Regions from separate parts of the Mus musculus genome. Here all the other regions are linked to region 4. A link is a contact called in public Hi-C and HiChIP or PLAC-seq data. All regions are on one chromosome and are shown on one strand. Each heading gives the region's core, a stretch centred on a gene start, on an enhancer-like site or on the middle of the called end of the contact. The rest is flanking DNA. Distances are from core to core; before and after follow the strand shown. Region 1 has its middle 57 kb from the start of 1700062C10Rik. Region 2 has its middle 98 kb from the start of Oxsm. Region 3 holds the start of Ngly1 (N-glycanase 1). Region 4 holds the start of Lrrc3b (leucine rich repeat containing 3B). Region 5 holds the start of Top2b (topoisomerase (DNA) II beta).

The links. Hi-C and Micro-C count contacts between places; a contact is called where the count stands out from the background. HiChIP or PLAC-seq counts read pairs in DNA pulled down with a chosen protein or histone mark.
Region 1: a contact with region 4 is called in a Hi-C map of cerebellar granule neurons, with 3 times the contacts expected there. The contact joins the enhancer-like site here to the promoter of Lrrc3b in region 4. A contact is called at or near these places in 7 of 39 promoter capture datasets (the 3T3-L1 cell line, embryonic stem cells, hippocampal neurons and 3 more), 2 of 484 Hi-C or Micro-C datasets (cerebellar granule neurons and cerebellum), 1 of 115 datasets of contacts at active chromatin or transcription factors (stem cell-derived neural progenitor cells) and 2 of 9 other capture datasets (adipose tissue and liver).
Region 2: an H3K4me3 HiChIP or PLAC-seq map of embryonic stem cells shows a contact between it and region 4, with 4 times the contacts expected there. The contact joins the enhancer-like site here to the promoter of Lrrc3b in region 4. A contact is called at or near these places in 1 of 39 promoter capture datasets (second pharyngeal arch cranial neural crest), 1 of 115 datasets of contacts at active chromatin or transcription factors (embryonic stem cells) and 2 of 9 other capture datasets (embryonic stem cells and liver).
Region 3: an H3K4me3 HiChIP or PLAC-seq map of embryonic stem cells shows a contact between it and region 4, with 29 read pairs. The contact joins the promoter of Ngly1 here to the promoter of Lrrc3b in region 4. A contact is called at or near these places in 7 of 39 promoter capture datasets (cranial neural crest, embryonic stem cells, hippocampal neurons and 2 more), 1 of 484 Hi-C or Micro-C datasets (embryonic stem cells), 7 of 115 datasets of contacts at active chromatin or transcription factors (cardiomyocytes, embryonic forebrain, embryonic stem cells and 2 more) and 1 of 9 other capture datasets (embryonic stem cells).
Region 5: a contact with region 4 is called in a Hi-C map of cerebellum, with 2.3 times the contacts expected there. The contact joins the promoter of Top2b here to the promoter of Lrrc3b in region 4. A contact is called at or near these places in 8 of 39 promoter capture datasets (cranial neural crest, embryonic stem cells, frontonasal cranial neural crest and 4 more), 7 of 484 Hi-C or Micro-C datasets (cardiomyocytes, cerebellar granule neurons, cerebellum and 3 more), 7 of 115 datasets of contacts at active chromatin or transcription factors (astrocytes, embryonic forebrain, embryonic stem cells and 2 more) and 1 of 9 other capture datasets (embryonic stem cells).

Annotation. Positions count from the first base shown.
Region 1 is chr14:16,091,499-16,096,984 of GRCm38.p6, forward strand. No RefSeq gene overlaps it. Among named protein-coding and RNA genes, the nearest start is that of 1700062C10Rik, 57 kb to the left of the region's middle. Within about 2 kb of position 1,818, at least 4 of the 459 cell types and tissues checked have an H3K27ac peak or open chromatin away from gene starts, as enhancers often do. A contact at or near this core is called in cerebellar granule neurons and cerebellum, where this site is marked.
Region 2 is chr14:16,143,149-16,148,434 of GRCm38.p6, forward strand. No RefSeq gene overlaps it. Among named protein-coding and RNA genes, the nearest start is that of Oxsm, 98 kb to the right of the region's middle. Within about 2 kb of position 3,528, at least 6 of the 459 cell types and tissues checked have an H3K27ac peak or open chromatin away from gene starts, as enhancers often do. A contact at or near this core is called in embryonic stem cells, where this site is marked.
Region 3 is chr14:16,247,799-16,253,521 of GRCm38.p6, forward strand. It overlaps Ngly1 (N-glycanase 1), which reads left to right and starts at 1,516. Exons shown (of 12, transcript NM_021504.3): 1 at 1,516-1,699. The coding sequence starts at 1,569. It also overlaps a transcript of Oxsm not described here.
Region 4 is chr14:15,436,301-15,442,134 of GRCm38.p6, forward strand. It overlaps Lrrc3b (leucine rich repeat containing 3B), which reads right to left and starts at 2,687. Exons shown (of 2, transcript NM_146052.4): 1 at 2,273-2,687. It overlaps B230110C06Rik (RIKEN cDNA B230110C06 gene), which reads left to right and starts at 1,323. Exons shown (of 3, transcript NR_152122.1): 1 at 1,323-1,443.
Region 5 is chr14:16,363,537-16,368,945 of GRCm38.p6, forward strand. It overlaps Top2b (topoisomerase (DNA) II beta), which reads left to right and starts at 1,670. Exons shown (of 36, transcript NM_009409.2): 1 at 1,670-2,190. The coding sequence starts at 2,143.

The DNA.
Region 1 (5,486 bases), core at 568-3,067, 650 kb after region 4:
GTTCCTACCTCCTCACACCTGACTTGGGTTCCTGCTGTGACTCCCTCAGTGAGAGTGACCTGAGAACTGTAAGAAGAATATACTTATTCCTCCCCAAGTTATTTATGGTCATGATGCTTAATCATAGTCATAGAAACCGTAACTAAGATAGGAGTCCACCCTGGGTTCCAGAAACAGTCTGGACATGAAGAAAGTCCTGACTAACCCTCACAGCCAATACAAAGGAATAAAGAATTCAACCCAAGGAGACTTAGAACTTGAATACAGTTGCCACACTTAGTTTAGCTGAACTTTTATTACAGAAGTTGTAGAACTGGACTCACCCTTAAGTTTAGTCCCAGTTGAATAACAGGCCCTCCCCTCAGAAACCCTAATCACTGGCATAGGTCATTCCTAAGAAGCAAGAAACCATGGCAGTTCCTTTCAGGTGAGGGTGATTCCTGCCCAGAGGCTGAACCATGAGCCAGCATCACGGAAAGCTCTCAGGATCAGGGAGGATTTGAACAGCACTCAGCACCATCCTCAGAGTAGACAGACACAGACTCAGATAATTTACGGCCTTTGAGGAAAATCCTGGAGATGCAGTTCTGTTCTAGAGTTCTTGCCTGCCATCCACAAGGCTGTGGACTCATTCTCAGATGGGAAAAAAAGGCCTGATTTTGGTTCTGAATACCCATATAAGGCATCTCACAACCACCTATAATTCTAGTTCCAAGAGATCTCACATCTTCTGGATTAACATACACACACACACACACACACACACACACACACACACACACACAGCACACAGCACACGGCACACACACAAATCAAATAATAAAGATGAAATATTTAAAGGGAAAGGATGCCACCTTAGATTCAGGTGTGCATTTGTTATTGCTACTTTAGTAATTACACTAAGTTGTTGACTTGTAGACTGATGCTGTATGATGAACATTTCTTCAACAAAGATATCATGAATGGTTAGCATAAAATCCCTATCCATTCCTCTGTTTCAAATTCAGCCAGCTGGTATGTTCAGCCTCTGCCCAGGTTAACCTGCTACAACCCTATAGCCCATAGCTATCCCTTTGGAGCATTTGCTAGTGCCTGGAGGCAGCTGTGGAAGAGTAGAGGTTACTCTCATGGTAGATAGAACTCAGAGATGCCATTTACATCCTAACATACTGTCACATACCACCATAAAGAGCCAGCTACTCACAAGTCATCAGTTTCTCTGCCAATAAGGCCTGTATTATAGCTTGCCCTATACGTCTAAGAAACGGACATCCCAAATTATGACACAAAAAGATTTGAAAAGGGTCATTCTTGCCACTAAAAGAGAGGAGTAAATGTTTTTTGGCAGAGAGCTCAGGAAAATGAAAGGACAGGTTGGCACCTGCCTCTGTTCCTCCAGCCCCCTCATCCTCCCACTCTCCTCCCATATGTTCCCATAGGTTCTATGAGTCCTGTGCGAGAGAAGATCACAGAAACCAGATGGTCATGCTGTCTGTCCACTCCTTTCTGGACTTGTTGACGCCACACAAATAATCCTCATTACCATGACTATTTCCAGGCTGGGCACAGTTATCACCCAGTAGGGCAAAGAATCCTTACTGGGGGAAAAAAGAAAAACAAGCATTTGAAAAAAATCCCTAGTCTCTACGTCCTTACCAGTGAGTGCTTGGATTTCATGTCAGGGAACCTGGGCTTGGCCTGTGGGGAAGCAGAAGCAAATCTCATCGTCAGAATAAGTAGGTCAGTTTACAGCTTCTTCTTGGAAAGCTTTCTGCTTCTCTTCTCTCCCTGCTGAGCCTTCAGCCTATCTGTGCCAACAATTTGAGTCTCAAATAACTGGCTCTCTCAGCCTCCACCTCAGAGTCCTAAGGCCCCTAAGATTGGACATGCTGCCTCTCACCTTGTGTGCAGCAATATGGTCCTTCTTCTTTGTTTGGGTCATTCCCACAGTGTTCTGCCCTAGACCACCTGGTAGAGTGTGAAATTCTAGCTATGCATGCTGACACTTTGGGCTTCATCCACCAGCTCCACCAGAAAATGCTTTGGAGTCTAGCTGAGCTGGAATTCTATTGGATTCTATGCTGAGCATCACATAGTGACTAAAAGCATTTTTTTCAGCCTCTGCTAGTAGAAAGGACATGAGTCTTGAGGTTTCAAAAACATTAAAAAAAATTTAGTCCAAAGTATCATCTGTGAGAGAAAGAGGAGGAGGATGACTGGAGGAGGAGGAGGAGGAGGAGGAAGAGGGGGAGGAGGAGGAAGGGGAAGGGGAAGGGGAAGGGGAAGAAGAAGAAGAAGAAGAAGAAGAAGAAGAAGAAGAAGAAGAAGAAGAAGAAGAAGAAGAAGAAGAAGAAGAAGAAGAAGAAGAAGAAGAGAAGAATATATCAAGAGTCATTTCAACCATTCCTCCAGAACATGGTGCCCAGACTTCAAGTACAAATACAGTATAAATTAATAGACAACTGTAGAAGTTCTCAGAGCACCTCTGATGTGGAAGTTTCTGGTTATGTCATGTTATACAGAATCATTTGGTGTTTCTCTGATGCAGACTAGCCTGATGTTTTGCTGAGGCAAGACCTGTGGGAGAACACATGATGTTTAGACAGAGTATAAATAGGACTCAATGGACAGTGATGGTGCGCTTGCATATCTAGTCTTGCAATACTTCATTGGTCTTACAACTTCATTGATCTTCACTTCACTGGAAGAGGCATGACAGAGAACTTCTCCTTGTGTCCTAGCTGATTCTAGTCACTCCTGCTGACTTGTGCTGATTCAGTTGAGGCCTGGCTCTTTCTGCTAGATCATGCCACTGCTGCTGATCCATGTTTGGTATCCTGATACTACTAAACTGGACTGCTACTATCCTGACAATGGAGATTGGAATTGCCCCAAAGAAATACTTCTAAACAGGTCTACATTCCATTGTTCTATTTACCATCTTTTCTCCCCTAGCTTTGAACTGTGGCCTAGAAGTGGGGAAATGAAGCATTTGAGAACCCTTATTAAAAGTAGGCTTTGAAACTTCCAATCCCACACACCTCTACCATTAAACACCAGCTCAAACAAAAGACAAAGCTTATTCTTATTCTTACATACTTTAAGGCACAGCAGAATGTGGGAGCTTAATAAACTTTTTCTTTCACTTATTTTCTATAGATGCCCCCAGACAACTTTCAAAATGCTTGCTATTCACTGGTTAGTGCTCGGTGACTCGTGGCCTGACCTGGCCTCCTAAGAGGAGCTCGTGCTTCATCATGTGGGTACTCCATGCTTTATATAAACTAGCTTCTGCTTCGATGCATTGTATTAAGAAGATTACAAATCATGTGTGGCTTACAACCTCAATAGGAAAAGCTTACCTTTACTCTATACTGTGACTTTGGAAGGTGGTGTCTTCATTACTACCTCTCTGGTGAACATCATAAACCTTACAATTCAATCCTCTCTACTCAGTGCTTTACACATCGAAGATGCTTATAAATCATTGCTGAATAGGCCCTTGCCTCAGTACAGACAACCCTCTCTCAGAATCACGAATACGACTTAGCAAAGCATATCTTTGTAGAACACACAAATTCTTTCCACTGAGACAAACAATGGACAATTGACACTGATGGTGAAAATCTCAACACCAACCAACAAACTCTGGGAACATGGTTTGTCTGGACTTACTGTAATGTAACTACTACTCTGAGTTGGATGAATGCATTGTGAGTGTCTTATTAGGACAAAGAAAATTAAAGAACTCATAATAACATATAGATCTTTCAGAGATGATCTGTGAGACAATGAGGTTTTATAGTTTCTATTTTACTGTATGTATTGTTGTTGCTTATTGTAGCAAAGGCTTCCAAAGGACTTTCTTGGTCAGGATTCAGTATTCTATTGCTATAAAGAGACACCATGGCCAAGGCAACTCTTGTAAGAGAAAGCATTTAACTGGGGGCTGGCTTACACTTCCAGAGGTTTAGTTTTATTATCATCATGGCAGGGAGCACGGTGTTGTGCAGGTAGGCATGGTGTTGGAAAAGTAGTTGAGAGACACATAGTGAGCTGCAGGCAGTGGGAGAGAGAGAGAGAGAGAGAGAGAGAGAGAGAGAGAGAGAGATCTGGTGACACACTTCCTCCTGGTGACTACGTTTTTGAATGTGTAGGTTTATGGAGACCATTTTTCCTCAGACCATTGCAAAGACATAGGTTATTTCTCAGACCTAGAGGATAAGGAAGTGGTTCAGAACTAGCAACAATGCAGCAGGGAACCTCTAAAGAAGATGCTGATCAGAAGGAGCAGTGAGTAGGGAAAGCAGATGCACTGTCAGAGATGAGGGTGCCATGTCATGAGCCACCATGATGGGGTCATCATTCTCAGCACCTGATGCTCTGAGCTTCTCTTAGAATACTCCTAGCCCTTCTTTTGCCCTAGGAATTCATACCTTAAATTCAATGGCAATAACTCAGCAATCCCATTGAATTAAAGCAAAAGTTCTCAAAATGTGAGAATTTACTTGAAATTGTTCCTCTAAGCCTCAGTAAAATCCCTAAGATTCAGTTTTAAAAGACTGTACTGATGAGAACTATATTTCCTCAAACAATCGCTATCTAATGGGATCATCTCAGTGACTATGTGCTGTTAAACATGCTGTAGATTATCCCACGTAACCAGTACCAAAATCATAACTTTTGACTGTGCTCTGACTCTGTGCAAGGTTTCTTAGAAGGAGATCATTTGCTGGTCATTTTTCTAGATTTTTTATGAGAAGGAGAACATTTTATATACCTGAAAGAAAATTCTCCTACCATTATTAAAGATTAAGAAATATCTGTGTGAGAACATACACATGTTACGGACTACAAAATAATAATAATAATAATAATAATAATAATAATAATAATAATAATAATAATAAATTTAAACTCTGACTCTTTCTTTCCAGACTATAGACTATTCTAAATCCAGTTCAGGGCCTCAGCCTTCACAATTGCAGAAGCAATTTTGTATTTTTGCCAAATGACAGAATATCTCTCTCTCTCTCTCTCTCTCTCTCTCTCTCTCTCTCTCTCTGTGACACACATGTAAATACACACACACATTCATACACACACATGCATACACACACCACACCAACTGAAACATATGCACTCATACACACATACACACACTCATACACATGCACACCACCCACACATATATTCACCCACATATAGAAATACATCCACATATACACACACCACACACATACACATGACACACATATACACACATATAAACACCACACAAATACACACATGACACACAACACCATATACATACTCATACACACATTCATACACATACACACATACATACACACACCGAAACACACACATACACAGACTCATATACACACATACACACCACACACACACACACACACACACACACACACACACACACATATAAACACATGCACACACACATGGTCACACACACATACACACTCACA
Region 2 (5,286 bases), core at 2,278-4,777, 710 kb after region 4:
AGCACAGAGCTAAACAAAAATTCTCATTTAAGGATTATTGAATGGCTGAGAAACACCTGAAAAAAATGTTCAACATCCTTAATCATCAGGAAAATGCAAATCAAAACAGCCCTGAGATTCCACCTCATGCCAGTCAGAATGGCTAAGATCCAAAATTTAGTTGACGGCAGATGCTGGAGATGATGTGGTGCAAGCTGGTACAACCACTCTGGAAATCAGTCTGGAGGTTCCTCTGAAAATTGGACATAGTACTGCCAGAAGATCCAGCAATACCTCTCCTGGGCATATACCCAGAAGATGTCCCAACTGGTAATAAGAACACATGCACCATTATGTTCAAAGCAGCCTTATTTATAATAACCAGAAGCTGGAAAGAACACAGATGTCCCTCAACAGAAAAATGGATATAGAAAATGTGGTACATTTACACAATGGAGTACCACTCAGCTATTAAAAACAACTAATTTTTGAAATTCTTAGGCAAATGGATAGATCTTGAGTACATCATCCTGAGTGATGTAACCTAGTCACAAAAGAAAACACATGTATGCACTCACTGATAAGTGAATATTAGACCAGAAACTTAGAGTACCCAAGATACAATTTGTAACACACATGAAACTCAAAAAGAAGGAAGACCAAAGTGTGGATACTTTGTTCCTTCTTAGAATAGGGAACAAAATACCCATGTACAGAGTTACAAAGACAAAGTTCAGGACTGAGATGGAAGGAAGGACCATTCAGAGACTGCCCTACCAGGGGATCCATCCCATAAACAATCACCAAACCCAGACACTATTGCATATTCCAGCAAGATTTTCTGACTTTGGACCCTGATATTGCTATCTTTTGTGAGGCTATGCCAGTGCCTGGCAAACACAGGAGAGAATGTTCACACTCATCTATTAGATGGATCACAGGGCCCCCAATGGAGGAGCTAGAGAAAGTACCCAATGAGCTTAAGGGGTCTGTAACCCTATAGTAGGAACAATAATATGAACTAACCAGTACCCCCAGAGCTCATGTCTCTAGCTCCATATGTAGCAGAAGATGGCCTAGTAGTCCATCATTGAGAGAGGCCCTTGGCCTTGCAAAGATCATATGCCCCAGTACAGGGGAATGTCAGGGCCAGGAAGCAGGAGTGGGTGGGTTGGGGAGCAACATGGCGGGAGTGTATAGGGGACTTTCAGGGTAGCTTATGAAATGTAAATTGTAACCTCCCCCAGCCTGAAGCTGGCTGAGCCAGACCTCAACTTTGCTGCCTAGATGGAGCCTCCCTAGATCACTCTATTGTTCAGCCAAAAGTTGCTGTTCCCCTTCAAGATACAGCTACCTACTGGGAGGCCGCTGAGCTATTCCTGAGACCACACCCTATCCTGCACTCGGTCACCAGCAGGTGGGCTCCAAGGATGAATTGGTGGGAATGGGCCTCCCCCGCTCCTTTATAAGTGCATTCTCCATTAAACATTTGAGCCTTGAACAGACAAGCTTGTCTTGGTTTCCATTATTTTTCGACCCACCTAGGTTCCCTCTTCTCTTTTAGCTCTGATTGCCACCCAGGCTCGAACCTGGACATGAGAGCCAAAGGCTGGCCCCAAAATTTGGCGTACCAACGTGGGGCCTGGGAATGGCAGAAGACTCTGGAAGAAACACTGCTGGTATGGAGCTCCACAGATAGGAAAGAATTAGAAATTTTGTACCAGGGCACGGTGAAAAGTTTGCTAGGGGTGCGGTACAGTCTACGCTGGAAGAGCGCTGACCCGTGCGCTTGATTCACTTAGGTTCAGCAGTGATATCAGGATCTAGGAACACAGCAGCCAGTTGGCTGCAGCTTTCAGCTGATTTTTAGGCGAGAGAAAAATAAGGGTGTAAATCAATGGAACAGGCAGATGGCTGCAGTTGGGAACTGCATCAGGTGGGACGAAAGTAGATTTTGAAACTCTCCCAGAGACAGAGAGAAAATCAGAGAATACCCTCTTGTGTGTGTGCCGGCCAATGTCTTTGTTCTGAGTGTCTGTCTTAAGTTTTCTGAAACGAACATGTGCTCTTTGTGTTGGTTTGTTGTCTGTGTTTCGTCCCTTGTCTCTGAAGCGTGGTGCAGTCTGAGTTTGGATCCGCCTGAGTTTGGTTTCTCTGGTGTTTGTAGATGATGGGGTTTCCTGAAAAGCGGCTTGATATTTGCAGCTGTCCTTTCGGGCCTTGGTAAGGACCAGAGGACTGTGGTCAGGAGATGTGCTAGGAAGACTGCTGCTGCCCCCGGGACGCCCTATGAAGTGGGGAGAGCCAGGGATGCCTGGTAGTCTCCAGAGATCGGTTGGTCAGAGAGACAGAGTTCTGAAGTGGAAGCTTACTCTTCCAAAATCATCTAATTCTTTTGCCTGCTTGTGGAGAACAATAAAGGGTCACATGTGTCTGGATCTGTTGGTCTCTGTTTTGTTTATTTTTGTGTATGTGTTTAGAGCTATGTGAAAATCTAGAGAAACGAAGGTAATTCTCATAGGTGCCTTATACCCTGACAAGAGATGGTTTACACATGAGAGAACGAGCTTAAGAAAAGCAGTACTCTCCGACTATCTGGGGATAATTTGGTGAAAGAGAAAAAGAAAAAATAAATAAGCAGTATCAATTGGCCTTTGGAGCCCTGTACCAGTAATTAGAAGTCTAGTGTAGCTGGAGAAGCCCCTGCTAGGAACTGATGGCTGTTTTCCCTACAAAAATCTCTGAGCTTATGCATATTGTGTTTAGCTGTTCACAAGGTGCTTTTTATTTTATAATTATCGCTAGAAAAATTAAAATTCTCTGATTGGTCTACGTGTAGCCGCTTCATTTGGTTTTTTACTGGTAATGTGCTCTGCGTGTCTTCACAAGAGTATCAGCTCATAGTTATTGGTTAGGATTAAATAATTGTAACATTGGTAACAGAATTAGCCTTAAATTGGCAACTCAGGTTTGGAGTCTTTCAAACACGTGGCATAAGCAGGCGAAAAAACTAGGCCTCTTAGGAATTCTTCTAGTTGAGATAATATCTAATGTGATTCTTATCCTAGAAAGTAGAATTAAAGACAAGATTTAAAACAATGTCTCTTTAATGGAGCATTAAAATTTATGCTGTCATACTTTCATAGGTATAAATTGGCAGCCAAATTATGTAACGTGACAATAAAGTTACTAATATTGGTTTTAAAGTGATATATTGCTTTGAAATTGGGTATTGCTTTCCCAAGGCTGTAAATATTATTCTAATGTTGCATAAGAAACTTAAAAATCATGGTTAAAAAATTGCCAGTGTTCCAGTTACTGCAGCTGTCAGTTTGATCACAAATTTAAGATTTTATACTTACCCATGTATTGTTAATTAAGATTATTTCAAGAGTAATCTGTTTATGAGAGCACTACAAAATTAGACAGAGTTATCTAGATATGTTTGTTTTTTGAATTAGACCCTCAGACAGTAGATTTTGGCTATAATTGGACCAAGCAGGATTAGCTCAGGGCTAGTCCGCAGTGTTTACCTGAGGCAGTATCCAGTCTCACCCAAACACAATGGCTGAGCGAATAGGTGGGTTTACCATGAGAAAAGTCAGGGAATCCCACTGAGATAGGTTTCTTCACTAGGCCCAAAGAAATCAGGCAGAACTATAAAGCATAAATAAATTTTATGCCTCAGTCCAGCTTTTTTTATATATTAATAACAGGGAGGCAATTGTAACCTCCCCCAGCCTGAAGCTGGCTGAGCCAGACCTCAACTTTGCCACCTAGATGGAGCCTCCCTAGATCACTCTATTGTTCAGCCACTCTATTGTTCTTGTTCGCTGTTCCTCTTCAAGATACTGCTACCTGCTGGGAGGCCGCTGAGCTATTCCTGACACCACACCCTATCCTGCACATGGTCACTTGCAGGTTGGCTCCAAGGATGAATTGGTGAGAATGGGCCTCCCCCCTCCTTTATAAGTGCATTCGCCATTAAACATTTGAGCCTTGAACGGAAAAGCTTGTCTTGGTTTCCATTATTTCTCAACCTGCCTAGGTTCCCTCTTCTCTTTCAATTCTGGATGCCTCCCAGGCTCAAACTTGGACATGAGAGCCACAGGCTGGCGCCAACAGTAAATGAAGAAAATATCTAATAAAAAATTATTTAATTAAAAAAAAAACATGCCGGGTGTGGTGGCACACGCCTTTAATCCCAGCACTTGGGAGGCAAAGGCAGGCGGATTTCTGAGTTCGAGGCCAGCCTGGTCTACAAAGTGATTTCCAGGACAGCCAGGGCTACACAGAGAGACCCTTTACGGGAGGGGGGGGGCGACCTCGTTCCTCTCCTCTCTCCTTCTGACACTGTCTTGCTATGTAGCAAATGGATATTTTCCTACCTGATTTTTAGTGCTTGAATTATGGGCCTTTAATTAAAGCCCCACATCCCATCTAGCCTTTTAGTAAGATTATTACTTGGGCACTGTGATGTATGGCTTTTACTTACTTGTTATTTACCTAAGTACTAACTCTGATTAACTAGCTTGTTTGGGTTTATGAAGCAACTCATTAAATGACCATTTATGACTTTACAACTTTCTCTTAACATATAAACTGCAAACAATATTTGAAAAAAAAATGCAAGTTCAAGAATATCAAAGACCTCAACATAAAACCAAATACACTAGAAAGTGGGATAGCCTTGAACTCATTGTCACAGGAAAAGACTTTCTGAACAGAAGAACACCATTAGCACGGACACTAAGGTCAATTAATAATAAATGGGATCTCATAAAACTGAAAGCTTCTGTAATGCAAAGGGTGCCATCATTCAGACAAATTGTCAGCCTACAAACCAGGGCAAAATTTTTACCAACTCCACATCCAATAAAGAACTAATATTCTAAGTATCTATAGAACTCAATAAACCATATATATTAAAAAAAAAACAAATAATCCAATTTAAGAAATGGAATACAGATCTATGTAGAGAATCTTCAATAGCAAAAACTCAAATTCTCAAGAAACACCTAAAGAAATGTTGAACAACCTTAGCTATCAGGGAAATGCAAATTCAAACTTCCTTGAGGTTTTATCTTATATTTGACAATATCGCTGAGATCAACAAATCAAATGACAGTTAACTATTAGGAATACAGCAGCAATAAACATATTTGAGAAGTGTCTCTGTAGGAAGATGGAGCATCCTTTGGGCATACATCAAAGAGTGGTAGAGCTGGATCTTGAGATAGATTAATTCCCATCTTTCTGTGTAGTTAAACAGATTTCCATAGTGGCTTATGGGAACTAAAAAGGGGG
Region 3 (5,723 bases), core at 266-2,765, 810 kb after region 4:
CTAAGACTTATTCTTTCAAAGTCTCATAGATATACAATGTTCTTTGGCCACAGTCCATCCATTATCTCTCTTCCATCACCTTTGCCCTCCCCTTTAACCCCCCTTTCCCTCATCTGCCTCCTTCTTTCATGTCTTTGGTGGTGGTGGTAGTAGTGATATATGTATGTATGTATGTATGTATGTATGTATGTATGTATGTATGTATGTATATTTGATTCTCCTGCCTCTACCTTCCAAGTTTTGGGATTTGCCAACATGCCTAGCTGAAAACAATATTCTTGAAGTTGGTCTACAAACCTAAGTGCTAAAAATGTAGGTATATTTTACAGATGAATATTCAGAAGTTCTTGAAAATTCTCCGAAGAAATTGCCCAGAAACATTAAAAAACAACAGATAATAAAGTGTCAAACGAGGTCACATAAGTAAATATCTTTAAAACACAAAGCCAACAAGTACCTGCTACGTGCTAGTGATTCATATATGTAATTCCAGCTATTCAAGGTGAGTGGAGCATGGAAAACTCCTGACTACAAATCAAGGTCAAGTGCACTCTTAGTGGCATTTCAACATTAAAAAGTAATAAAAAAAAGCCAGGTAGTGGTAGACAAGCCTTTAATTCCAGTACTCAGGAGGCAGTGATCAGGTGGATCTGAGTTCAAGCTGATCTATAGCTGGAGTTCCACTTTACCCAGAACTATGCAGAGAAACCCTCTTCTGAAGAAGAAAAAGAAGTAATGAGGACTGAGTATGAAGCTCAGTGCTGGAGCCAATTTCCAGGGTTGATGTCAGTGACAAGGGCATCAGCTAAGGAGGTTAGTGATTCCCTTTCTAAGATAAATTAAGGATACTGGTAAGGGATATGCCAGTATGAGTCAAAGGATACAATGTGTATATAAACTTTATTTACTTGTTTGTTCCTCATTTTATTCTATTATTGTATATGGGTTTTATGCGAGTATCCATAGGACACTCCCAAAATGCTCCTTGCATCAGAATCATACCTTGTGAGCAACAACTGAGTTTTCATCAACAGAATTCGGAAAATACACAAATCAGAAACCCAGAAGAGTTCTGAGCTATGCTCTGTTTTTGAAGCCGGACACTAGTAACCAAAGGGCAAGACTGCAGTAAATTCCCGTGTGAGCCCAGCCTAGGCCACAGACCATGATCACTTTCCCTTCCCCATAACCGCCCCCACCCCACCCCACCCCCCAAAAAAAAGACATAACAAAAACTTGCTCGGTCTTCTGGAGTCTTTTCTTCCACAAAAGACTTTTATCTACCGTAAAAAGAAGGCTGTGCAATTATCTCTGGGACCCTACCCGACACAAGCAGCCACCACAGCTCGAGATCTACTCCACTGGCTCGGCCCCTTGTACCCCGTACCCCAACGTTCGCAACCGGCCTCTCCGCGGCTCGCCCCGCCCCTAGCCCCTCCCGGAACGCCCCGCCCCTCGGCTCCTCGCCCCGCCCTCTGGCCGCAGGCCTCTGCGGCGGCCTAGGCGCTCCTCAGCGCCTGCTCAGTGCGGGCCGCGGTGCGCGAGGTGGCGAAGGCCGCGGCGCAGCCATGGCGTCGGCCACACTGGGCAGCTCGTCGAGCTCTGCGTCCCCGGCCGTGGCCGAGCTATGCCAGAACACCCCGGAGACCTTTCTGGAGGCCTCCAAGCTGCTGCTCACCTACGCCGACAACATCCTGAGGTGCAGCCGGGGCCCTCGAGCCTGAGGGCCGCAGGCGGGCGGGGCCGCGGACACTCGGGCCTGAGGCGGGGCGGGCTGGGCGACGAGGGCCCGCCGAGGCTGTCACTGAGTTTGACAGCTGTGCTGTCCCATCTCGCTGCAGGATCCCGGCGCTGTGGCTCAGCCCGAGTGCCAGTTAAACGTTCACGCCGAGTTTGGCGGTTGACACATTTATAGTTTAAGTTACGAACTTTGTGTCAAGTCACCTTTGTACTGAGTGCAGCACTTTCCACAACTGGCTGGGAGTTTGAGTCAGCACCTCCCATGGCCGCTCCGGTCAAAGAGTGTGGGGAAGGGATGCGGAGGGGCAGACAGTGGAGGTCACTTCAGTTGAGCCCCTGGGCGCTGGCTCTTACAAACACACCGACCCGAAGTCTGTAGGAATTCTTAGTTTAAAGGCTGTACAGTTCATGCGGACCAGCTTTAGAGAGTTAGTTGTTAGAGACATTGAGGTGTTGTCCTGTACCCCAAACTGGCATGGAACTTGATCTGTACCCCAGAACTCATGCCAGTCACGACCTACCAAAAGCTGAGATTACAGGTGTGTGCCACCACAACCATAATTCTTCATTTAGGTGACATTAGTGATATTTAAAATATATTTGAAAAGGGAATATAATGTGATTCTATGCCAGATGTTATGCAGCATTTGGGCTTGCACATAATTGTGACTTGTGTGAAGATGGCCTTCCTCCTTTATGACACCTCAGCTTAACCCTGAGATCTCACAGCACCTCAGAGTACAAGGTGTCTGAAAGAACTCATAAGCTTGATTCTCCAGAGCCCACAGCTGGCGTTTCATACTGAATTGTTTAAGTCTTCAACCTCCCACCCCCATACATAAGAGAAGGATGGATTTGTAAAGACATTTCGATTCTGTTAGTACAATGAAACCAAAGATGCTAAGATCAGAGTACTTTGAAAGATAGCTTTGCATGCAGACAGTTATTTCGGATCATGACCATCATTATGAATATTTACTAAATTTCTTAAAGAAACTGGTTCATTTTACAGCCTTTACTGTGGCTTACATTTCTGATCTTGGAGTTTTTGTTTTATAAAGGAAATTAGAGCAGTTTGTAAGAGAAATGATTCAGGTTGATGTGAGAAAATGCTCCTTTAGTTTGTTTTCAACAAGTGTCCTTGTGTTCTTAGAATTCAAGGTCTGGCTTGGTTGGGAGATGATATCCTGCTTCTTCATGTCCAAATCCAGTGACTTCTTAACTCTTAAGGAAAAGCTCCATGTCTTCCTGGTCCCTGACCGCACATTATAATTATACTTCTGTAATTTGGTAGAGAAAATCAGGTTCCTCTTTGCATTGCTATTTTCTTTTAAACCCACTAGTGCCATAGTGGAGGCACTATTGAAGGCATATTGTCCCAGCATCTCATTTGCCTCAGTATCAGAACAATTTATAGAATGGATATGCAAATAAAAATGCATTAGCTTGTTTTGAAGTAGATACTTGTCACTGAAATCTACAATGAAATAATACTCTTAAATTTCTGCTTGAATATTTATCATATCCTAACAGTAATAAATCTAAATAAGCTCCAAAAGAAATGTGTGCTAATTTGTATGCAAAAGCTGCCACCCATTTTAGATAAGATGAGCTTACTATGGACTTTATCAAGAGCAAAACAAAGCAACTCTGTATTAGTTTTCCTGACATCACAGGTGAGCTGCTTAGCTAATTTGATTCATGAACCAGAGTTTGGTTTAGAACTTTTCATGTACCTAAGAATAATGTTGAACTTCTTATCCTCCTACCTACACCTCTAAGTTACAGGTGTGGGCTACCACAATTGCTGTTATGAGCTGCCACAGATTGAGCCAGGGCTCAATGAATGGGAGGCAAGCACTCTACCATCTAAATGGATCCCCTGTCCCTAGTTCATTTATTCTTTAATATAAATATTTGATATTGTACTGTTTTGTTTACAAAGCACACATAGTGTTTGACTATTAACTGTACTGAGTGAAGAACCAAGAATCAAACATAGTTTCTTTGTTCAAATAATATAAATGTATTTGGGAGAAGAAAGGTTTGAAAAACAGCTACAGTGTAACATCAAAGAACAATTCCAAGACAGTGTTAATGTCTCTGTCTTTATATTTTTATGTTAGGAGGTAGTAGGGAGACCAAACATGAGACATTTAGTGAAGGGATAGGCAAAGGTGACTCACAGTTTCTACAGTGGAGTTTCCGGGAGGAAACCATTAGAAGAAACAGGCATTGATTATGAAGTCACTGCATAATCATAACAATAAACCCAATGGAATGGAGAAAGAGAATTTTCAATGACAATGCAAGAAGTAATAGAAGACAAAAAACTTCTAATTTTTAATGTAGGTTGCCACTGACACGTAGAGAAATTGAGTGTAATTGAAAGTTGGTGAGTCTGCTGGCAGCTTGTGTGGTGGTATATGTATAAACATTTTAACCAGAGCAGTAAGTTTCAATTTTAGTCAACTATTTTAAGTGTCATTATAGGCAATTTACATATAATTTCCAAGTTTAAGTTTACCTTATAAAAGGAAGAAAAATACTCTATTCTAGGACTACCCAACATAAATGACCTGGCACATATATCGCAACTACTGAGGTGGTTGCTATTATTATTATTTCTATTAAATTAGGTGAAAAGTTTGGTGGAGTGTTTGACTGTTTGTTCTTTGAAATTTCATGTCTGTAGCCCATTGTTTATTCTTCATCTCTTTCCCTGTCACCATCCCCTCTAGTGTACAAATTCCTCCCACATGCAATTATTTTTGTAATGTTTTGTCTTGTGCCCTACAGTGGGGGTTTTGTGGTTTTTTTGGTGTTTGAGAATTGTTTTTTGTTATTGAAACAGTTCCGTCGTTTGGCATATTGGGATTATAGGTATACACTACTGTACCTTGATAAGTAGTCAGTGTTTGCTCAAAAGAAAAGTGGATGCTAGAGGAGGGGCCAGTGGTAGTTCTGTATCCTTCCTAAGGCAGAGCTGTTTCAGAAAAAGTGGGAGGGAGAATGTGACTTTCCGTAACTAATTCAAATACAAAGGCAAATATTATTTTTCTGAAAATTAAATAGTTTGGTAGATAACTATGAGAGTAAAACACCAAAAAAGACAAAAATATTTTCAAAGATAAAGTTGAGCACAGTACAAGAAATTCTGCTGCCTTCTCAAGATTCTATCCTTTTAACATCATGAAAAACTACATATTCAGAAAAATTTCCCAAGAAAAGATACAAGATAATTGCTAAAAAGTGAAGTAAATATTACAACTTACAAAAGTATTTAATAGGTAACAGAGATGGATGGGGGAAGCATCAAAGCATGACAACAAAAACAAAAAACTGTACAGAGAAAATTAAGTTGATAGAGAATCAAGCAAAATTCAATTCAATGCCCAGGATACCATAGAAAGGCAGGGCTGACTTTGGGCTTAGTCTATGCTTGAACTCAAGCAAGTCTGCTTAGCATTTTTAATTTAAAAATGGGTTAAACATTCATAGCAACTAAGATCTGAAACAAGGGGATTGTGAGTTTGAGGTGAAACAAGCCAAAGGAAGATAGAGAGGGACCTGGGAACTGGGTATGCCCGTCTCTGCTGGGCTTTGCTATGGCATGACAGAGCCCAGTAAGCAGCATGCAGCGGCCATGGAGAGCCTGAGAAGCTGTGAGGTGGGCAGCACATCTTCAGCTTTAACTGGGTATGCCATGGGGATAGCTGATGTGCATCATGACAAGTCATCTGTGGTTAGCATTGACACATGCTAGGCTCATTTTGTACTTTAGATTTTGTTTAAGTGGTGTCTCAGGGAAAACAGGGATGTTGAGTATTCTGTGGTGCATAGGGAGTCTCCCCTCAGCTGTGGTCTACATTTCATGGGGGTCAAGACTGAGAAACTCTGCCCCTAATACATAGTAAATGTAGAGAAGGTAAACACTCCCAAGCTGCCAGCAATCAATGCTTGCTTCTGAAATCATTGGTGAA
Region 4 (5,834 bases), core at 1,437-3,936:
CCAGAAACCTGTCAGAGTGGGGTCCTACCTCAGATATCCGGGAATATTAGAAGAAGCTGCGTGCTGTGCTGTCACTTGCGAGGAGGTCTGGCTGGTGAAGGCATGGTCACTTTTTGTGCCCCAGAAATGCATCAGAAGCTTGTGTGGAGGGTATCCCCATTCTTGGTTGTACAGCTTTCTGTTTTGAAGCAAGGAGCTAGCTGCCCCAGGTATGCCTGGGTGTGGGAGTGACCGTGATAGAATTCCTCCAAGGGCCTTGGTAGTACACCTCTCTTCTAGAAGGCTCTGACTAAGCCTAACCAAATGATTCCAATTCTGCTTTTCCCCAGTTAGAGCAGAATAGGGGAGACAATCACAGGGCAACCTAGGAAAGATTATTCTATAAAAAGCCAGAATATGAGAAGTTTATGCAAGGAGAACCTGAGAACTGTCCATAGCCTGCACCAGCGCAGCCGCCAAACGCTTCTCCACTAGGCTAGGTAGGGACTAGACGTGCAGGGCCCTCAATCACAAGTGTCCCTGGATATGGGGTGAAGAGAACTATGTGCCTCCTCTCCCATACATGGTGATGTGTTCCCCACCAGGAGAGAGAGAGAGAGAGAGAGAGAGAGAGAGAGAGAGAGAGAGAGAGAGAGAACCCTTTCTTTACAATATGCACACTAGGCCTCTTCCCAAAAGTGGTCTTGAAGACCAGATGGCTTGGGTGCAAAGGTGGATCTCTGCATCTGCCAAACCATCAGAAACGACCAGGACGATATATCTGGGGAGTTGGTAAGTTAATATAGACCCACCTCTGATTCCAGATACCAGGCCGAGAAGCTAGGTCTTCCCTCACTGGAGGAGCTGTGCACACCCCCTTCTGTTTCTCCACACATCCTCCAGCTTTAAGCTAAAGATCTTTCCTAACCCAGCTAAGGGCTCCCCCCACTCCCTTCTCTCCTCAGCCTAGGTGCAAACCTTGAAGCCTCAAGGGGAAGCTGTCTCCCAGATCAGCCTCTGCCCTGGATTCTTCTCTGGATTGTTGGGACCCCAGCCTATCTGCTGACACCTGGGGACTCGCCTTAGTTTCTCACACATATACCCCTGGGGATCAGGCCAAAAGTCCCCTTCCCATTCCAGAATATACACATCCTTAACGCCCTAGTGCTGTCAGAGAAGGTGGGCGTAGATTTACAACCCGGTGGTGGAGATGAAGGGGTGTAGGAGCAAGCGGGTGCCGGAGAGGAGAGGGGCTGTGATCCTCTTAGAGCCAGGGACAGCGTCCTCGGTCCATTATCTGAACATTCAGTCACCGCCCAAGATGCCAACGCAATCAGAACAGAGCCGAGAGGTTTGTTTGTTCCTGGCGAGGGAGCTCTTTCTAACCTAGGCAGAAGCAGCCAGCCTTCTGAAATACCCCGGGGCAGGAATCCCAGGGCTGCTTCCCACCTCCGGACTTCTCAGGTACCTAGCCCCTCTCCCTGGCCCCTCACCTGGGCCAGCGCCCCCACCCCCAAACAGACTTCAATCTCTTTTCCAAATCCTCTTCAGTGGCCACGCTGAGGTGCCCCATCGCCTACATTAGCAGAGCCTTTCCGTCCCCCCTCACCCATTGGCAGATCTCATCCTCTGCTGCCTCCGGCAACCTCAAGAGGGATTTTTCCTCCCCAAATCACTTACTTCACCCATCCAGATCAGCACTTGTATTTCCCGTAGCACATAACCATAACCGAAAGCCACTCCGAGGATTTTTATTATCGATTTGGGGGTGGCAGGATCGAGCGATCTGACCCTCACCGCTCTTGAAGACATTAACAGTGGCATTAAGTTCCACCTCCCCTGGTTAGCCCTACCCCTTCCCATCTGCGACAGGCAAGAGAAGCACTACTAGATCCTAAGCCCTTGCCTCTGAATCCGGAGCTGTAGGAAGCAAAAAGTCGAACTGCAAGAACACAGTGAGAGAAATGGGCAGATGCCTTAAGGCTAGGGTAGCTGGGGGAAGGGCGCACGCGAGAACTGAACAGATACCGCACCAGGTGAGAACCAGGAAGGGAGGGTCACAAAAGTTTGCAGACTGCTGCAAGGCACCTGGTTGCACAAGAGCGAAAAGGGTCGACTTCCCTTCTCCAGGCAGGGTCTCTCCAAAGATCTGTGTCAAAAAGACCTGGAGGTTTGGCTCCACACGGCTCAGAACTGCGGTGACCATTCTCTGCTTCCCAGAGAGATGGCCTAAGCACCCTGACTGGGAGCTGAGCCCGCGCTCTGCATAAAGCAACAGGCGGCTGCACCTTACCTTGCGCCAGTCCTGGGTTGGGATGGCTGCTCCATCCTCGTGGCGCAGGGAGGAGGCGTTTGATGCATAAGCCTAGGGGTGTGCGTGCTGCTAGCTCCAGCCGACTGCAAACTGGACTACCCTCCCTGACCCGGCCCGCCGGCCGGGCTCCGCTCCGGAGCGACCGCCGCGGCGGCGTGAATGCGCTGTGGCCGGGGCGCAGGACGCAGGCGGTGCGTGGCGCGGCTGGCGTCTTTGCGCGCTGCCACCGAGTGAGGGTGCGGCCCTGGGCTGCCGTGTGGGGCACGACTTGGCTTTTACTGCTGCGGCGGCCGCTGCAGACCCTGTGCGGGGCGCCGGAACCTCACTGGAGGAGGAGACAAAGATGCGAGGGAGGCAGAAAGCTACTCGCCAACGTGCAGGCGGCTCAGTCACTAGAGGGGACTCGCCTCCAAACCTGGACTGGGAATGGAGGAGGGGCGAGGCTTCAGGGACGAGCTAGAGCGAGTGAACGTGACTGGTGGAGCTGGCTATCACCTAACTGGCACTGCTCTTCTGCCTCCTAGCTGGAGATCCTGAATAAGGAGGGGAGGAGTTTCATTCAGCCTTTGCTGGAGAAGCAGAGCTGAGCTAGGAACATTAGTTAGCCTCCTCCTCCTCTCTTGCTTCCTCTTGCCCAGTTCCAGGACATGTTGCTATGGCCCCATTCTTTCTTCCATTTCCTGACTACTGAGACCAGAGGGAACTGTTTAGCCTAGGTCCATTGCTGTCAACGGGGAGGAAAAGCAAACATTTTTAATTAACTAAAAATGACTTACTGGGTGCACAGGGCAAGAGTCAGGCACACTGCAGCTAGCAGCTAGAACAAACCCATTCCAGATGGGGACTCACCAGAAAGTCTTTATCATTTGGTGACCTCTATCAAGCATATTAAAGCTTGCAGCATTTCCCCATTTGCAACGATGCTGTTTTATGCAGGTTTAGAAGTATGCTGGGTCTGGCCACATTGCAAAACTGTAAACCACTGAGTCCCCCCAGCAGCTGTGATTTGTCTAGCAGCTCCACATTATACACCTTTATATTCTATGACTTGTATTTCTAACATTTCACAATATGATTTTATTAGTCTGGATTTGAATTGTCATCACTTTTCAACACTTTTAAACTGAGAAATCAGGACCTAGAAATAAATATATATGAATAGCAGGTATGTAATTTGGTCTAATTACTCAAAGGAAAACTTGGCATTCCCATTGAAAGTATAAAATTTGTCTGTAATACTGTGCCAGTGATTCTACTTCTCACAAGTCAGGAAATAACTGAGAACATCCACAAAATTTATCTGAAGAGATGCTCACTAGACTGCTGTATAAGCAATGGAAGGTTGTATAAGCAATGGAAGGTTGGAAGAGAGTACAAGATGAATAGTGAAACATTTCATAGGAATATACAATAAAATATCACATATTGAACTGTTATAGATGACCTCCGCCGTGGGTAATCGGTGTAAGTTTATCTAAAGAGTTCCAGAGCTCAAGATGAAACCCGACATAATCTCACAGAGCTGGCTTGCATCCAAGTCTTTCCAACTGTTGATTATGCTATCCTACATTTGAATCTTTGGTTGATGCTGTGTTTTAAATGAAATAGCACTTGTGGAGCACTCACCTCTTAGTAATGTCCATAAGGCATAAATTTGGTTCAACTTAAGACAAATGTCTGACTATGGCTCAGATAAACTATACAGTAGCTTTCTGGTTTGGTTGGTTCGTCAAGTTGTCAACTTGACTTGCTGAATGTTGGTATCACCCATGCTATAAAAAGGATAAATGACAGGCCCTAGAGTTTGTCACCTCTGTTATAAACTTAGATTTGTTTTGTAGCAACCAGAAATCAAGTCCGGCTCAGCAAAGGATGTTCTTTAATATGAGAAGCTGATTGGTTGTTTCCTCTGCTTCTGCTGATGTCCAATTAAAAGAATGAAACCGGAGAAAGATAGCTTCTTGGAAGCCCTACTTATAATCTAATTAGTGAACCAGAGAGAGAACTTAGCATCTCTGACCTTCATGCTAACCTTCAGGGCCTTTCTGCTTCAGAGGTAAATGGCATTTACTGATGTTTTCTGTTTAACTTCCTTTAGAAATGGAGTGAATTGTTTCACATTCAGTATGTCATAGAATCCTTTGCATATAGAAGAAATTCCTTCAGTTATGCCCTGCATTCTCAATTGAAACATCTCTACAATAGTTCGATGCCTTCCTCTCAAGTGGGGCTGCATTTCTCAAATTCAGATTGGTGCCTGAAGCCCTGTTATCTATAGAATGTTTTAAAATTAAGATATGAAGATGTTGATCTCACAAAACCTTTGCTCAAGGCATTCCAGGTAATAGCAAGCCATTGCAAAGCAACCTAAAGCTGGAATTTTGGCAAGGAGGCCCCTATAGAGCATACTCACCACTGGGCTTACCCTCAGTCAAAGAAAGCCTGGCCTGTGCCTAGCCTTGAGAGCTGGGGAGCTGGTGGTTATCCCATGCATGCATTTCTCCAGAGATTCTGTGTATTTCTCATGGCCAGTGACTTGGTTCGCATGAAGAGGGAGGTCCAAATGCAAGGGAGACTTTTCCTTAATAATGGACACCTGATGAACATCTGGAATGCAAGTGGTACAGGCATATCCAGTCTTTATAGGATGTAATACGTTTTAGTCCAGAAAGTATCAACACACAAACAAGAGAACAACCTAATCGTTTGAATGATGTTGACAAGTGAGTCAACTTATTTTCCAAGTATGGGGCTAATTTTGTGAAAAATTGGATCGTTAGTTAATTAAATATATTAAAAATATTATATAATTGATTTTAATAATGATTTTAGATGGTAAAGACTGAATTCATTACAATGGTGTTAACTGCCTCTGAGGTTTAGTTCGCCCCCTGTATTCTCATAAATACCTCTTGCTTTCTGCCAATCAGTTCACCTCCCCATGACTTGCAGGTCAGGTCCATGCAGAGAGTATATGCTTGCTGCAAATTTATTGAAAAGATGAATAATTCAAACCCCCTTGACTTTCTTATCTCCAAAACAGCAACATCATTTCTGAGCTACTCCATAGGGAAGCTAATTAATTCTCTGAAACTGGGAAATATTTTGAAGTTCCAAGGTACTTTAAAAGCACTCAAGAACACTAACATGTGCAATAAAGACAGTATTATTATTTCCCTAGCATATAAATGGCAAGTAATTCTCTATTAATGTCTTTTTCTGAATATACTCAACACATTATACAATACACATTAATGTGTTGCTGGCTCATTTCTCTTGGGGACACCTTATGTGGACTGAATAAGATGTGGTCTTTTCTAGCTCTGTTGTTTGCTCACTTCTTCAGTGTTGAGACCTTCCATTTATGTGCATTTCCTGTCAGAAATGTGACCATGGACAGCACTGGCTTTCTATGGTTCTGTCTTATTAGGCACTATGAGTACCTATGGATGATTGAAGTGCTCTGGCCATAAACGGTCATTTTGCTCCGAACCTGAACAGTCTAATAGAGATCTTTGTTTTACTGATTTTCTGGAAAAAT
Region 5 (5,409 bases), core at 420-2,919, 930 kb after region 4:
TTTTTAAAATGATGTTTTAAAAAGAAGACAAGAGCTGAATATGGTGGTTATTCGTGGAATCCCAGCGATTGGGAGCCTGAGATAAAGGATCAAGGGTTCAAGGTCAGCCTAAGCTACAGCAAGACCTCTCAAAATCAGAGAAAGGGACAGCTTGGCTTTTATATAAGCATACATACATTTATCTGTAAAATTCCCAACCTTTAAAATCATCTGTTTTCTAACATGAAGTATTTGGGTACTTAGGGATGTAAAGTCACAATACATAAATGAGTATAAGTCCCCAGGTAAGAAGGCCCGATGATGGACTTGGGAAAGCTGGTAACATGACTGTGGTGCTTTAGAGTCAGGGGCGCAGCCCAGCTTAGATCCTGCCTAGCGCTTTATAAGCTTTAACACTAGATTCAAAGTAAAGAAAGGTTTTGGTGTTCTTAGTCAGAATCCCCAAATAAACTGAAATTCCACGGTCTCCAGAGAGCTAATTAAGAACTACATTGAAATGATTTCCGTGTTTCAGAGCTCCCCACTTGGATTCAGAATGCAGCAGCGATTGAGAGGTGTGACCCCAAAGTTTCCCTTAAGGGAAGCACTCAGCTGCCGGAGAGACTCAAGGAAATACTTTCACAGAAAGTTGTTAGCTCTAGCTGGGTAAAGTTCTTCGGTGTGGTGTCCTCCTGTTAGTCACTCTTGGAAGATTGACGTCGGAGGAGGCTGTTGTCCCTTTAAACCCATTGCCACGCCTGACAGAGCATGGCTGGGAGTATGCCCAAAGAGAACTTGTTGAATGCAATTCCATTTACAGGCTGGGTGAAGTCAAGAGCTCTTCCATCTGCCAAAAGCTTTGGCGTTGCAAATTTTATTCTTAGAAAGCTTCCACACGAAAAAAGTCTATTTCATGATGTGTACCTGAAAGCTGAGAAGTGACAGGGACCTGTCTGCATTGTTGGGAGGAAAGGTCTGTAGCCAGAAAAGGGAGTCCTGACCCGTTCGCATTCCTTCCCGGGAACGTTCTCTGGGCACTCTTAGCACCCCAAGTTCCCTAACTGGTGGCACTGAAGACCGCTTGCCCTGTTTAGGGGCAAGGCAGAGAGACGGTCGGTCGGGGGTCGGGCGGATGCAGCAGCAACCTGGGGCCTGAGCGCGGGGTCCGGCTGCTCTAGGCGGCGCACGGTCCCGTCTGCAGTTCGCTAGCTCCCTCCGGGGCCCAGTCCCTGGGGGCGGCTAGGGCTTCCTGCCTCCCTGCCCCCAACCCTCCCCCCCCCCCCCCCCGCTCCCGCTCCCCCCGCGGCCTCGCGGCAAGTCTGCAGGACACAGTCCGGAGGTTTCCACAGCCCTTGTCCCAGGACTCCCGGCTCCTTTGGATGCCCCGGAATGACTCTTGACAGCCGCCTGCTCTCCCTTCTGACGGAAACCCCATTCACTCGCCTCGCTCTCCCTTACACTCTCTCTCAGACACAAACAAAAAACCCAAGTCTGCCTCTCAGTTGCTACCCGCAATGACGTTTTCCCCTCGGGTCCCGCCCCCCTAGGGGCCTGAAATTTTGGGATTGGTCGAAGTACTGTAGTGACAAGGCTGTGATTGGACGATCCATGGTTGACTGACAGCCGGTGACCACCGCACCCTCCCCCTCCCGGAGCGCGCCTGTGTGTGCCGTGTTATGCCGGACTAAAGGGAGGCCACCACGGCGGCTCTGTTTATTGTCCCTCTTGGACTGTGCTCCGGAGGACCGGTTCAGACGCCGCTTGGGCGGTTTTGAGGCAGTGGCGGCCTTTGAGGCTGCGGCGACCGCGGCGAGGACTCTGCGGCTTCGGTGGCTTGAGGAGAAGCAGCGGCTCATTCCTGTCAGGGCTCTGGCTCGCGAGTCCTAGCCGGCCCGCTTCAACCTCGTCCCTCATCCGCGATCCCAATCGCCCGCGTGGGTCCCGGAAGGCCGCGCCGCATCGCCAGCCCTTCCTAGTCCTCGACCACTCTGTAGGCCCGGGCGCCGCGCTCGAGTTTGAGGGCGGCGGGCAGCGCGGCCTCCTCAGCGGCTCGGGCCCGCGATGGGGCGCGGCTAGGAGTGCTGCGCGCAGCGGTCAGTGCGAGCGGCGGGCCCGGCGTCCCCGGAGCGCGAGCAGCCCCTGGCCTGCACGGGAGGCGCTGCCATGGCCAAGTCCAGCCTCGCGGGCTCTGACGGGGCGCTGACCTGGGTGGTGAGTGCGGCGCGGGCGGGCGCATTGTTCGTGGGCCGCGGGCGACGCGGGCGGGGTGAGAGCGTGGTGCGGCGGGCGCCCTGTCAGGCTGCAGTCGGGGCCTAGCCCCGTGTGCCCTTTCTCTCTGCTTTCGCCTCCACCAAGGCTCAGGCTGCTGAACAATGCTCACCGGAAACTTCAGGGTGCACACCGAGAGTGGGGGGACCGCGATAATGCGAGCCTCCGGGCCAACCCTCCATAAGTGCAGCACCAGAAAATAGTGCCCGGTATGCTACGGCTTCCGGCGGCCTGTCCCAGAGGAATGTGCACTTGAATGGTCACTGCGGGTTGCGCCTCCCCAGAAAAGGCTCATTCCGCAGAGAGGGTATTTGGGACGACTTTGACAGCAGGCTAGAGACCGCCCGCGGGATTAAAAGAAGAGTTTACTTACGTCAGCCTCCCGTGTACACCGTGTGGGGGCCCAGGGGTGTCCCTCGGAGGTGAGGGGGTGCTTAAGCCTGAACTTGGAGGATTGCAGAGCTCAGTTCCTGGAGGGAGGTGGACTTAGCAAGTGCAGCGGGAGCAGTTGGAACGCGGCTCCCAGGACAGATCGATAACTCCAGCATTTCACTTACTCAGCACTGAGTTCAGACCAGGGTCATTTCCCAAACAAAACACCGGACTTAGTAGATGAGGCCAGCAGCTTGGACAGAAAATTTACACATTTCAGGGACTTTAACACATCCCTTCCAGAGGATCCTAGTTCCCCGCCTTTTGAACACACTAAGGAACTTTGGTATTGGTTGGCATTTTTGTTCCTTGTTTTCTTTGTTTGGTTGAGGTTTCGATGAGGCTGGGGTAGCAGTCGTTTCTATCGACAAGTGTTGTTTATAAAAAGGATGTTTCTATGAAGAGCAGAAAAACAGTTTCAGCATTTGCAGGGCCTCGAGAAGATACTTTACAGTGTAACTTGCCAGGTACTTATCTTCAAATCTCCAGACATACGTACTTCTAGACAGTATAGAAGGCGAGCGTGGAGAAGAAAAGTTAGATAGTAAGGTAGTGGATAAGTGTCCATGAAAAGAATGATTGAAATTACTGTCCCTTATCGGATACTAAAACTAAACATCTGAACATGTGTGATCATATGCCAGTGTCACTGGTAATTGTGAAGCACTGACATCTGAGAAGTTTGTCTGTAACTTGGTTCCACAATGGCAAATATTTCTTTTTAAGATTTATTTATGTATATGAGTGCTTTTGTCTACATGTACTTCACACACCAGAAGACAGCATCAGAAAATTGTGACCGTCCATATGGGTGCTGGGAATTGAACTCAGGACCTTTAGAAGTGCAGTGAGTGCTCTTAACCACTGAACTATCTCTCTAGTTCCCCCTCCCCTCTTTTGGCAAATATTTTTACGTTGTTATTTTATGTGTATGGGTGTTTTGCCTGCTTGTGCAACACTTAAGTGTCTGGTGCCTAGGCAAGGAAGACCAGAAGAGGGCATCTATATTGTGGAACTGCAGCCACCCAGATCCTCTGGAACCCAGTTCCTCTGGAAGAGCAGCTAGTGCATCTCTCAAATTCTGTCACCATAGCAAACATTTTGTGACACAGTTGGATTGTTTTTAATTCATGGTAGCAATATTTTAATTTGCTGTTATTAACTTTATAAACAATTTAATGGGCACCTTTCCTTTTAAGATCAATGGGGAAACTTTAATTTACATACAAAATTGAGCAAAATTTGTAGAGTTTCATTCAAAATTAGAAAAAATCTATTTGAAACTAAAATAGTCACATTGACTAAATCTACTATAAACTAGATTATGGGAATTACAGTAAAATAGAATTTGATCTTAAATAATATTTCTTGTTGAATTAGGTTATTGAAAAGACAATCACATTAGAAGTCCTCTTTCAGGTTTGTGCTTGCTTTATGTTTCTAGAGCGAGCATCTTTATGTCTGTAATAAAGCTTACAGGTTGCTTTAAATTCTTGTGCATTTGTGTATGAGAGGAGAGAGTGTATATATGCACATTTTCCTACCTAGATGGGTTTTGAACTTATGATCCTCCTTCCTTAGCTTCATGAGTGCTAAGATTACACATGTGAGCCATCACACAGGGCCTGGCTGGTTTTCTTTACTGGAAGATGTTACAGTGAGTTGATGTGGGCTTTGACATAGGCTCATATTCTGTCTGCAATACATATTGCAGGTGAGACTTTTTTTCAGAGAGCTTAAATCTTTTTTTTTATTTTTTTATTTTTTTTTGATTTTACATAAGATTATTTAGCTAGGTGAAAAGTTAGATTTTCATTGTGGGAGTTTGGGGGCTTACTGCGACAGTGAAGCTAGTCTCATGTTGCCATCTGTTTGTGAATAGTAATACAAAACTGGAGTTAATCCACCTACCTTATGTTAGCCAAGGAGTTGCTGTACTACCTTCAGTCTGTGTGTTGATACTCTCTTGTGATGAAAGATTACCTTTTAGTGTCAGACACAATGCAATAGAGGGGTTCTTAACACTACTTTTTGCTTATAATGATTAATTTGATTTGATTTTGGTTTTTAGTATCCTAACTGAAATTAGAAAAATGTAGTGTAACTATTTAAAATTAAATACACACTAAATTTAAAGCAGTCAAGTTTCTTGAATTTTTAGCTTGTAAGACTTGGTTAGTAGAAGATACTAATTTTTTAATCAGGTTGTAGCAAATTTTTGAGAAAACACTAGGCTATAAATTAATGACATATTTTTTCAAATGAATACTCTGGATTGTAGATTAATATAGTGGGAGAACATGGTATGGGTTAGAGGAAGAAAAAGAAAGGGAGGAAACAATGTAATTCTATTTTAACTAAAAATAAAATAAGCTATATAAAGTGACAAAATATTTAAAAACATGATAGCCAGAATTGTATACTTTTTTATCTATTATCAGGCTTCAGTAAAATTCATCTCAGGGTTACCTACCTTTACTTTACAATGTTTTTATGTGAAAGTTTTTGTCTTTAAACGATATAGTCACAACATTATAGTTTCTTTAAAAAATATATAATAGTATATCACATATTTATATTTTTGCCATGAATTTTTTAAAAAAGATTTATTTGTTGTATGTGAGTACACTGCCACTGCCTTCAGACACACCAGAAGAGGGCATCCATTACAGATGGCATCCATTACAGATGGTTGTGAGCCACTATGTGGTTGCTGGGAATTGAGCTCAG